2 separate regions of the Ovis aries genome follow, and region 2 is linked to region 1. The links are chromatin contacts, called in public Hi-C maps. All regions are on one chromosome and are shown on one strand. The core of a region is the stretch at or near the end of the contact, and the rest is flanking DNA. Distances in the headings are between cores, read along the strand shown.

Region 1 (4,682 bases), core at 556-3,055:
CACCCCCAGGAGGGCAATGCTATACTCACACAGAAGCCCACTTTGGGCTGGACAGAAAATAGCTATTTCTTAAGAGCACGTGGACTTTAAGAGGGGAGGGGGATCTCGCCCAAGGTAATAACTGGACAAATTAGCAGGCTGGTAGGGATGAGAAAGAGAAATTTTGACGTGGTTGACTTGAAACCACAAGAATTGGGGTTGTACCACAGGACATGTAAAAATCTCCTTCTGCAACAAAGCAATAATGAAAGCAAGAGACAGCCCTGATCGGAACCACATCCCCAGCCCTCTCCACCTCCGTCTCTCCGCCACAGACAAACGACTGGGAAATTTGTACTCAGTGACACCAAAAACGGTCCACTTTATATCATTTAGGGAGAAAAGTGGATTCCAGCTAGTGTGAACAATGAGATCCCATTCTGCTGAAAAGAAAATATTTAAATACACGTCTATGAAAGTGAAAGTGAAGTCCTCAGTCTTTGTGACCCCGTGGACTGTAGCCTACCAAGCTCCTCTGTCCATGGGATTCTCCAGGCAAGAATACTGGAGTGGGTTGCCATTTACTACATATATATATAACGTACAAAGGAGCATAGGTACGTGTGTTTATTAGGCATAGGACAGAGTCTCGAAGAAGATCCGTGAAGAGGTTAACGGTTGGATGGATATTATAGACAGTTTCTTTTCTTACTTAAAAAAAAATTGCAAGAACAAGGCTGTTGGTGTTCTTTTTAAAAAATAAAGTTTAAATAATTCAAAATAAAATGAAATGGCGCGGTTTGTGTGGCAGGGGTACTCTGTGCCCTCTCCAGGACAGCTGAAGTCTCCCTCTCCCTCCCCAAATAGGAAGCTGGGCTGTGGTCTCCCCGTTAGCAATGGCGGAACCATTAGAGGAACTGTAGGCGGCAGAAGGATGACGCGGCCAGGGGGCCTGGGAATCAGAAAACAGAGACCTGACCGCGAGGGCGGCTTTTGCCGAGTGACCCAAGGATGACCTGCTTCGGGCCCAATCTGGTATGTAGGAAGCCTGTAGTCACCCCGCGGCCTCTCCTCCCTGGACCGCCCCCCTACCCCCAACCACCGCCACATCTTGCTCGCTGCGTCTTCACCCGACCTCCCTCCTGGTGAAGGCAGGTGCCCGCCCAAGACCCCGGCCGAAAACAAATCCAAGGGATCACCCCGACCTTCCTCGGCCCCATTCACCGTCTCCCCCCACCCTTTCCTGCGGTGGCGTTTTTGTTTTAATTCATCTGAACTGGTTACAAAACCACACTCCCACGAATACATAAATAATGGATAAGGGCGGGGGGAGCAGTGTTTTAAAGAAATTCCCGCAGGGCCTGGCAAGGCAACAGCAAATGCATTTCTGCTGTATCATATTTAACTGTTTGCAAACTTCTGCTGGGAAGCTGAGCAGCGGCTGTAGAAATTCCACCCCCCTTCACCGCCCAGGGCCCAGGAGTGACTTGTAAGGGAGGGTTAAGAGGGAGAGATAGTCAGCGGTCCGGGGCCAGGAAGATGGAGGGGAGAATGAGAAAGTGTTTGTAAGATTGCACTGTCCACAACCAGGCTTCCCGTAGGCCAAGCATCTCCTTCCCGGGCTTCGGGGCCGCGGCTCCCCGAGCCAGGCTAGGCCCCTTTAAGAGCCAGCGCGCGCCCCGGCCCCGCGTGCGCTCACTTTCCCTAGCAACCGCCCCGGGGGAGGAGGAGGTCCTGGCAACGGCGCACCAGCCCGGAGGGTCACGTGACGGCCCGCAGCTGGAACGCGAGCGCGCGCCCTGCCGCGCGCCCGCCCGCCGAGCCTGAGCGCTGCGGCGCGTGCGCGAGCGGTGCAGCACCGGCCGCGGGAGCAGGGAGTATTATGGGCTGTGGGTGCCGCTGAGCAAGATGGAGCTGTCTGCAGTGGGCGAGCGGGTCTTCGCGGCCGAATCTATCATCAAACGGCGGATCCGAAAGGTGAGCCGCCTCCCAGGGCGGGACGCTTCGCCCCGCAGCCGAGGCCCGAGTCTGTGGGCCAGCTAGGCGAAGCGGTCCCGCTAACCTGGGCTCTCTCGCCCACCCCCGCGCCGTCGCCTCCTCGCGTCCCCGCATCTTCCCCACCCCCACTCTCCCCTTTTTTTCCTTCTCTTTTTCAGGGACGCATCGAGTACCTGGTGAAATGGAAGGGGTGGGCCATCAAGTGAGTGTCACGGGATCCAGGAGCGAGGGGGGAAGGGAAGCAGCGGACATCGGGGCCTTTTTTTTTTTTTTACCTTGGGGGGTGCGCACATTTGCTCCCTCGCATGTGCCTCTGCTTCTCTTGTTTTGTTTTTTATTTTGTGCATGTGTAACTCGGCAGGTACAGCACTTGGGAGCCCGAAGAGAACATCCTAGACTCGCGGCTCATTGCAGCCTTCGAACAGAAGTGAGTTTGGGAAGCTGGCAGGGGCGGCGGGGCCGAGGCTCGGCTGGGGCGCAGCGCGGGGAAGCGGGAGGGCCAGGGAAGGCAGCGCGGAGTGGGGCCCGGGAAGGGGCTCATTTTTAACCTCGGGTGTTTCTCTGCCGCAGGGAGCGGGAGCGTGAGCTGTATGGACCCAAGAAGAGGGGACCCAAACCCAAAACTTTCCTCCTGAAGGTAACCTGGCCCAGCCCCAACAGCCCCCTCTCGGGCCCCTAGCCCGGGCGCAACACGGGGCCTGCAGGGGAGGGACAGATCCGCGGCCGCCCTTGCGGGCGGGCCTTTCGAGAGGGGGCCCCTGCTGGGCAGGGGGTGGTTGTGAGACCCCGACGAGCCCCTGGCAGGCGGCCCTGGCCAGCTCTGGCTTCTCAGCAAGAGGGGCCTGGGAATGGGGACGCGGAGGGAGGATGAGCCTTGCTCACAAAACCAGGGTCTGGGGAGGCCCGCAGGAAGAGGGTGGATGAGGCAGGTGGGGGCCATCCACCTGCGGGGGTGGCAGGGAGGTGGCCTCTGCACTTGAGAGCTCTGCTCTCCCCCACCCTTGAGCTGGTGGGGCTCTACCTGGAATTCATGTCCAGAGCAGGAGTGAACGTGATCTCCCTCATGGTGCGGAACAGGGAGAGGCTTTTGGGGTGGGAGGCTGCCTCCGTGTCTCCAGCTTGCCTCTTCTCAGGATTTATTCTGCATGCCTTCCCTTCCGACAGGAGGATCGAACTTAAATTTGACCTTAAGTCACTTCACTTTGAGTTTTATCACCCAGGCTGGGCTACTGGTTTTCAGTTATCCCCACTTCTGGCTGTGTCTGGAGGTTCTAATGAGGATGGAGGGGGAGAGAGTAAAAGCATGGCACGTTGGCCTTGGCAAGGGAGGGAGACTTAGCTCCAGAGGAAGCCATCTTAGAGGTTTTTGGTGTTTATTTATTTATTTTTTAATGAGGAAGAACAGAGTCTGGGAAAGGGAAGTCGAGATGACCCAAGGTGGCAGGCAAGGCTGCAGGCAGTCTCCATGGGCAAGCACTGTCTCCCCTCTAGTGCTAAGGTTTTCTCAAGGCCCCATCCCACCCTGACACCCTGTGACTTTGTGGCAGTTGGCATGGGCAGGGCAGACGGACTCTGCAGAAAAAAAGGCTGTGCAGAGTGGCAGGGCCTCAGAATCTCCAATCTGTCCAAAAGGCTCAAAGCCCAGTTGGTGGACTCTCCAGCCCCCCACTTCCCTCAAAAGGACTGTACGTGTGTATAAAGTTTGCCTCGGACTTAAAGCAGAAGTGAAAGAAATAATGGTTTCCAGAATTACATCCTTCTGTGACCCTTGTCTCTAAATTACACACATCTTAGGAGATCCCTGGAGCAATCTTAACCCTTGATGTTTCTTTTTCGGAGGGATGGGGCAGAGCGTCTGGAGGCCCGTGGGCTGTGTGACAGCCTCTCACAGTGCAGCTGGAGTGCCCTCTAGCGGGGAAGTGGGTAATGGCCATGAGCATTGATTCAGAACGCTTTTCTTTTTTAAATAGCTGTAGTTCTGGCTGTGGGCCTCATAGTGTTGAGCCCCCACATGGATTATCTCCTCTCGATTGCTCAAAACCCCACTACGAAGTAGGGAATGGTATCCCTCTTTTGCAGATGAGAAAATCAAGGCCCAGGGAAGGGAGGTGATTTTACCTGAGCTCCCATCACCCAGCTTCCTAGCTTTATCATGTCTCCTTTTTTTAATCCTGTCCCTCAGGGAGTACACACCAGGTTAAGGAGAAAAGATGGACACACACTGGAAACTATGAAGGCTGCAGAGTTGGTGGGGCAGGGGACAGAGAGGCAGATGAGAGGACCTTGATTTGGAGATGAGATGAAATAGATACTCAGCATGAGAGAGAGATTTGCAAGGGGTGATGGAGATCAGCTTGGTCTGAACCCAAGAGGCAGTGTGTGTAGTAAACAAATCACACTCAGGTAGCACTCACTTTCTGCGGGGGAACTACTCTGAAGAGAACAGGAGCCCATGAGGTAGGTTGCATAATCCCCATTTTATACATAGAAAAACTTGAGACTAGAGAGGTTAAATAACTTGCTTGTGATCACAGAGAAGGAGTGGTAGAGTCCAGGGCTTTATCTTCCACGTTATCTAGATGTCGTACATGCCAAGCCCTGGGAGCTGTGCCTGTCACCCAGTCAGAGTGCAATAAATGCATTGGGTGTGGTTACCATTTTTAATTCACAGGCAGACCCAGGTCTCACCTTCAAAGAATTCTCAA
Region 2 (4,767 bases), core at 1,579-4,078, 280 kb before region 1:
ACAAGGTCATGCTCAAAATCCTTCAAGCTAAGCTTCAACAGAACATGAACCAAGAACTTTCAGATGTACAAGCTGGATTTAGAAAAGACAGAGGAACCAGAGATCAAATTGCCAACATCTGTTGGATCATAGAAAAAGCAAAGGAATTCCAGAAAAACATCTGCTTCTGCTTCAGTGACTATGCTGAAGCCTTTGACTGTGTGGATCACACCAAACTGTGAAAAATTCTTAAAAGATGGGAATACCAGACCACCTTACTTATCTCTCCTGAGAAACCTGTATGCAGGTCAAGAAGCAACAGTTGGAAAAAAAGAAAAGCAACAGTTAGAACCGGACATGAAACAATAGACTGGTTCAAAATGGGAAAGGAGTACAGCAAGACTGTATATTGTCACACTGAAAATTTACCTTATATGCAGAGTACATCATGTGAAAGGCCTGGAATTGGGCCAATGCCCCACTTTTTCGTCTTTGATGGGTGGCCTTGGAACTGGCGAGTGTGTCAGGTAGCTTGCTGATGTGTTCCAGTGACCACATACTGAAGCTCAAGGTCTAGTGGAAGTGGACTAGTCTGTTATCTTGGACCTATTTGGTTTTAATCAGTACGTGGTGTCCTCAGGATGTGTCATTCTTTCAAAGGTTGTGCCCTGCCCCCTTCCCTTTTGCGTCATTCCCACAGCCTGGTGCAGCATCTGAGATGCAGCGAGACTCCAGGAAGAATTTCTTATTGAGCAAATGAGTGACTCAGGACCCCAGAGCTCCTTTTCCAGTGAAGAGGTGACTGAACCCTGAGTCTGATGTCATGAAAACCTAACCTAGAATCAGACTTGAGCTCTGTCCTTTCTTAATTGTATGACTTTTGCCAAATTATTCCTTTTTGGCCTGAACTTAGTTTTCTCTGTAAAAGGGGACAGTGTGGGCCATAATTCCTTGTCTGCCATTCTGAAATAAAAAGTTTTGATTTATAATGTTAAGTTTCTGGTATAAAGGAAAGTGATTTGGTCATATATTCTTTTTCATATTCTTTTCCACTATGGTTTAGTATAGGATATTGAATACAGTTCCCTGTGGCATACAATAGGACCTTGTTTCTCTATTTTATACACAGCAATTTGTATCTAATCCCAATCTCCCAATTCATTCCTTCCCTAACCCTTTTTCTCTTTGGTAACCATACCTTTGTCTTCTATGTGAGTCTGCTTCTGTTTGGTAAGTAAGTTCATTTGTATCATATTTTAGATTCCACACAAGTGATATCACAGTATTTGTCTTTTTCTGTCTTTACTCAGTATGATACTCTCTGCTGCTGCTGCTGCTGCGTCGCTTCAGTCGTGTCCGACTCTGCGCGACCCCATAGACGGCAGCCCACCAGGCTCCCCCATCCCTGGGATTCTCCAGGCAAGAACGCTGGAGTGGGTTGCCATTTCCTTCTCCAATGCATGAAAGTGAAAAGTGAAAGAGAAGTCGCTCAGTCGTGTCCGACTCTTAGCGACCCCATGGACTGCAGCCCACCAGGCTCCTCCGTCCACGGGATTCTCCAGGCAAGAGTACTCTCTAGGTCCATCCATATTGCTGTAAATTGAATTATGAAAAACTTAAGTCAGTTGGCGGCAAAAACGAAACTAATCTGAATTTTTTAGGCAGCAACGTTAGCCTTGAACTGTGGGGCTATTTATTCCACTCCATGTGAATATTCATGTCTCTTTACAGAATTAATGTGTTTCATTAAAGAGCTTAGGGAGGATTACATAATATACAGTATGTGCACCATACTGCATGATATTATCTAAAACATGGAAAATGCTCAATTTGGAAACAGATCTGGCCTCAAAGATTTCCCATAAGGGGCTGAGGACTCTCAACACTGCCACTGGGGGATGGAGTGAAGGTTAGTTGAGAACGTTTTCTTAATAACGGTGTGAGCAATGGCCAGGCCCAGAATCAAAGAACAGAACGGGGTGGGATGGAGGTAGAAGGTGGGAAAGTGTGTGTGTGTTCACCCACAGAAAAGAGGCTGGAGCAGCTAGTTAGGGCAGATTCTTGGCTTGCAGGCTCAGGAGCTAAGCCTTACACCAGAGGAAATAACTAGGAGTGGGGGTGAGGAAGGGCACGGGAAGTAACCAAAAGATAATACGATTTTTAGATCTGGATGGACAAGCCTGGCGGGAGGGTGAGCAACTAGGAGACTCCTAGGTGACGACGAGCCCAGGCAGAGATGAGCGAGGGTCCTTCATGCAGAGGATCTGGGAGGCAGGGAGAGCCAGGCTTCGTGACGCCCGGCAGCTGGTGAGGGTTTCGCCGCCTCAGACCTTCAGAATCAAGAGCCAGGCCCCGCAGCCCGATAGTGGGAGGAATGGCCTAGATGGAGCTAGAGGGAGGGGAAATCCCAAATCAGCACGTATTAAAGGCAAGCTGGTGTCGGGAAGAGCCTCTGAGTTGGGAACCAGGAAAACCAGGGGTTCAGTCTTTTCTAACTTTGAGTTGGTGGGGGCTGCGGAACTGATTCCACTTCCCAATATGCCTGCAAAATGGCAACATCGATGATCCAGAGTGCTGGAGGGAAAGGATATACCACGTGTGAAAACGCTTAGGAACTGAAGCCCCGATAGGGTTATTCAATTCCAGAGGTGACTGACCATCTCCTTTCAGCGTAATAGCGCGTTTCAACGTTTCCTTAAAAGTTGGCTACTGTCCAACGCTGTAGGGTAACAGTACTTTCATTTTATGCCGGCGCGTCCGAAAATTTTCTCGAAGTGTGATCCCAGCCGCTCGCTGTAGGACCTCTAAATCCCGCCTACCAAACTGACGCCCTGGTCGGAGCGCAAGCAAGGCGAGAACGAGCATGCGCGGAAATGGAGTCCAGTGTCTGCTCCGCGACCCGACGTCTGCCGCGGGTGCGCGCTCGTACGCCGGAAGGGGCGGAGCCAGACTAGCATTTATATATCTCGCGCGGCCCGCGGGCCGACCTCTACCGGCAGCTTCCGACGGCAGGATGGTATGTAGTGTCATGGCGGCTTCCTCTTTGTCGTGGTGGCCTGGCTGAATCCGCGGCACATCGCCGCCATCTCGGCTCACCCGGCGCCGGGGTTCTGCTGTAATAGCACGGGGCACTCAGCGGAACCCGCGGTCAGGTCTATTTCCTGGAAACGTCTGGGACTTGAGGATGGTGTGGGGGCGGCCGAGAGGCCTGGGCCCGACAATTTTCAAACCATAGACTGACTTCCTGGATTTCGATCTCAGCATTCGAGATTCAAGTCTTGAGCCTTTTGGCAGGAGGACAGTGTGTGCGATTGTTTGGCTCGAGTGTTAAAGAGGTGCAGAAATACAGGCTGTCAGGCTGGGGAGGGTATTCGGGGCAGGAGTTGTTGAGGCCTCATTCTGAAACGTCTGGGAAGGTTGGTACAGCTCCTTTGGCCTCTAGAGTTGTCAGAAACCAGAAATGATGAACTTATTGACGGGCGGACAGAGACGCTGTGCTGATTGTCATGTTCTGATTTGGCTCTGCCGAGTTCTAGTGGCCTCCATTTTCCAGTTTGGCTCCCGCTGGGAGCATCGGGAATCCTTCAGTACCGTTGCCCACCACCCAGCCCTTTGACAAGGAGTCCCTGGGCAAAGTGGCAACAATGATGATCAGAATCTTGAGCGTAAGGCTTGTTAAGCCATTCTTAATGCGACTCTCTGGTGTGTCTTTGTCTTTAAGAGGACAAAGGGGATGGTTCCTTTTAAGTTATAAGGTGAGGGGTTGAGGTAAATATTCAATTCAGGTGTGGCTGAATAATGCCTTCTGGATGTGTGATTACAGAGAATTTAACTTAGTTCAGAATGTAAATTTTTTAACCTGGGTTGCTGGCGTGGAGTCATCATTGCTTGAAATCCTCTTGAAACCTAGGCCTCTGGGAACGAAGCTCCTCAGAAGGTGCTAACGTTCTTCTATTTCTCTTAGTCTCACAGGAAGTTCTCTGCTCCCAGGCACGGGTCCCTGGGCTTCCTGCCTCGGAAGCGCAGCAGCCGGCACCGCGGGAAGGTGAAGAGCTTCCCCAAGGATGACTCTTCCAAGCCCGTGCACCTCACCGCCTTTCTTGGCTACAAGGCTGGCATGACCCACATTGTGAGGGAGGTCGATAGGCCAGGGTCCAGTAAGTACATGCTGCATCTTTCTAGCTGATGGGAGAGCTGGAGTTGGTGGGAACTGACTAGATGGGGCCAAGCAGTCAGAAGGGAGCAGGCTTTGGGGGAGATCAACAGAACCTCTGGACTTGAGAATGGAAATATATTTTAGGATTGATTAGTGCCCCAGAGTTCAGGTGACTGGCATTGTTATAGGCAGAGGGGTGTAATGAAGTCAAGGAGCATGGGCGAGTAAATTTGTTAAGAGCCAAAGAATAGAAGGATTCCCCTGCTGGCTCAGTGGTAAAAAAAAAAAAAACCTGCCTGCCAAGCTGGAGACCCCTGGGTTGGTAAGATCCCTGGAAAAGGAAATGGCAGCACGTTGCAGTATTTTTTTCCTGGGAAACTGAAGTAGAAAAGTGACTGAGTAGAACACGTAGCACTGAGTACTGAAACAGATAGCGTTGGACAGTTAAAATGGTTTCTAGGCTCCGGTGTTACTACCTTACTATACTTGGTATTCTTGTGAAAGCAATGAGGAATTAGTCTCTAGAGGTGGTTATAACTGACCAGACCTGGAGCCAGACTTAACGTGGTTGAGTAGGGTCCAGATGGGTTTGATTGAGTTGAAAATATCTGCGCGCCAGCTGAACAGTCTGT

Evidence for each region. Hi-C and Micro-C count contacts between places; a contact is called where the count stands out from the background.
Region 2: a Hi-C map of muscle shows a contact between it and region 1, with 2.4 times the contacts expected there. The contact joins the promoter of RPL3 here to the promoter of CBX6 in region 1. A contact is called at or near these places in 4 of 16 Hi-C or Micro-C datasets (blood, hypothalamus, liver and 1 more).

What each region holds. Positions count from the first base shown.
Region 1 is chr3:216,289,922-216,294,603 of ARS-UI_Ramb_v3.0, reverse strand. It overlaps CBX6 (chromobox 6), which reads left to right and starts at 1,805. Exons shown (of 5, transcript XM_027968120.2): 1 at 1,805-1,956; 2 at 2,136-2,179; 3 at 2,339-2,404; 4 at 2,548-2,614. The coding sequence starts at 1,888.
Region 2 is chr3:216,570,380-216,575,146 of ARS-UI_Ramb_v3.0, reverse strand. RPL3 (ribosomal protein L3) reads left to right here and starts at 2,828. Exons shown (of 10, transcript XM_004006999.4): 1 at 2,828-2,995; 2 at 3,944-4,136. The coding sequence starts at 2,843. It overlaps LOC114114229 (small nucleolar RNA SNORD43), which reads left to right and starts at 3,435; the gene lies at 3,435-3,498.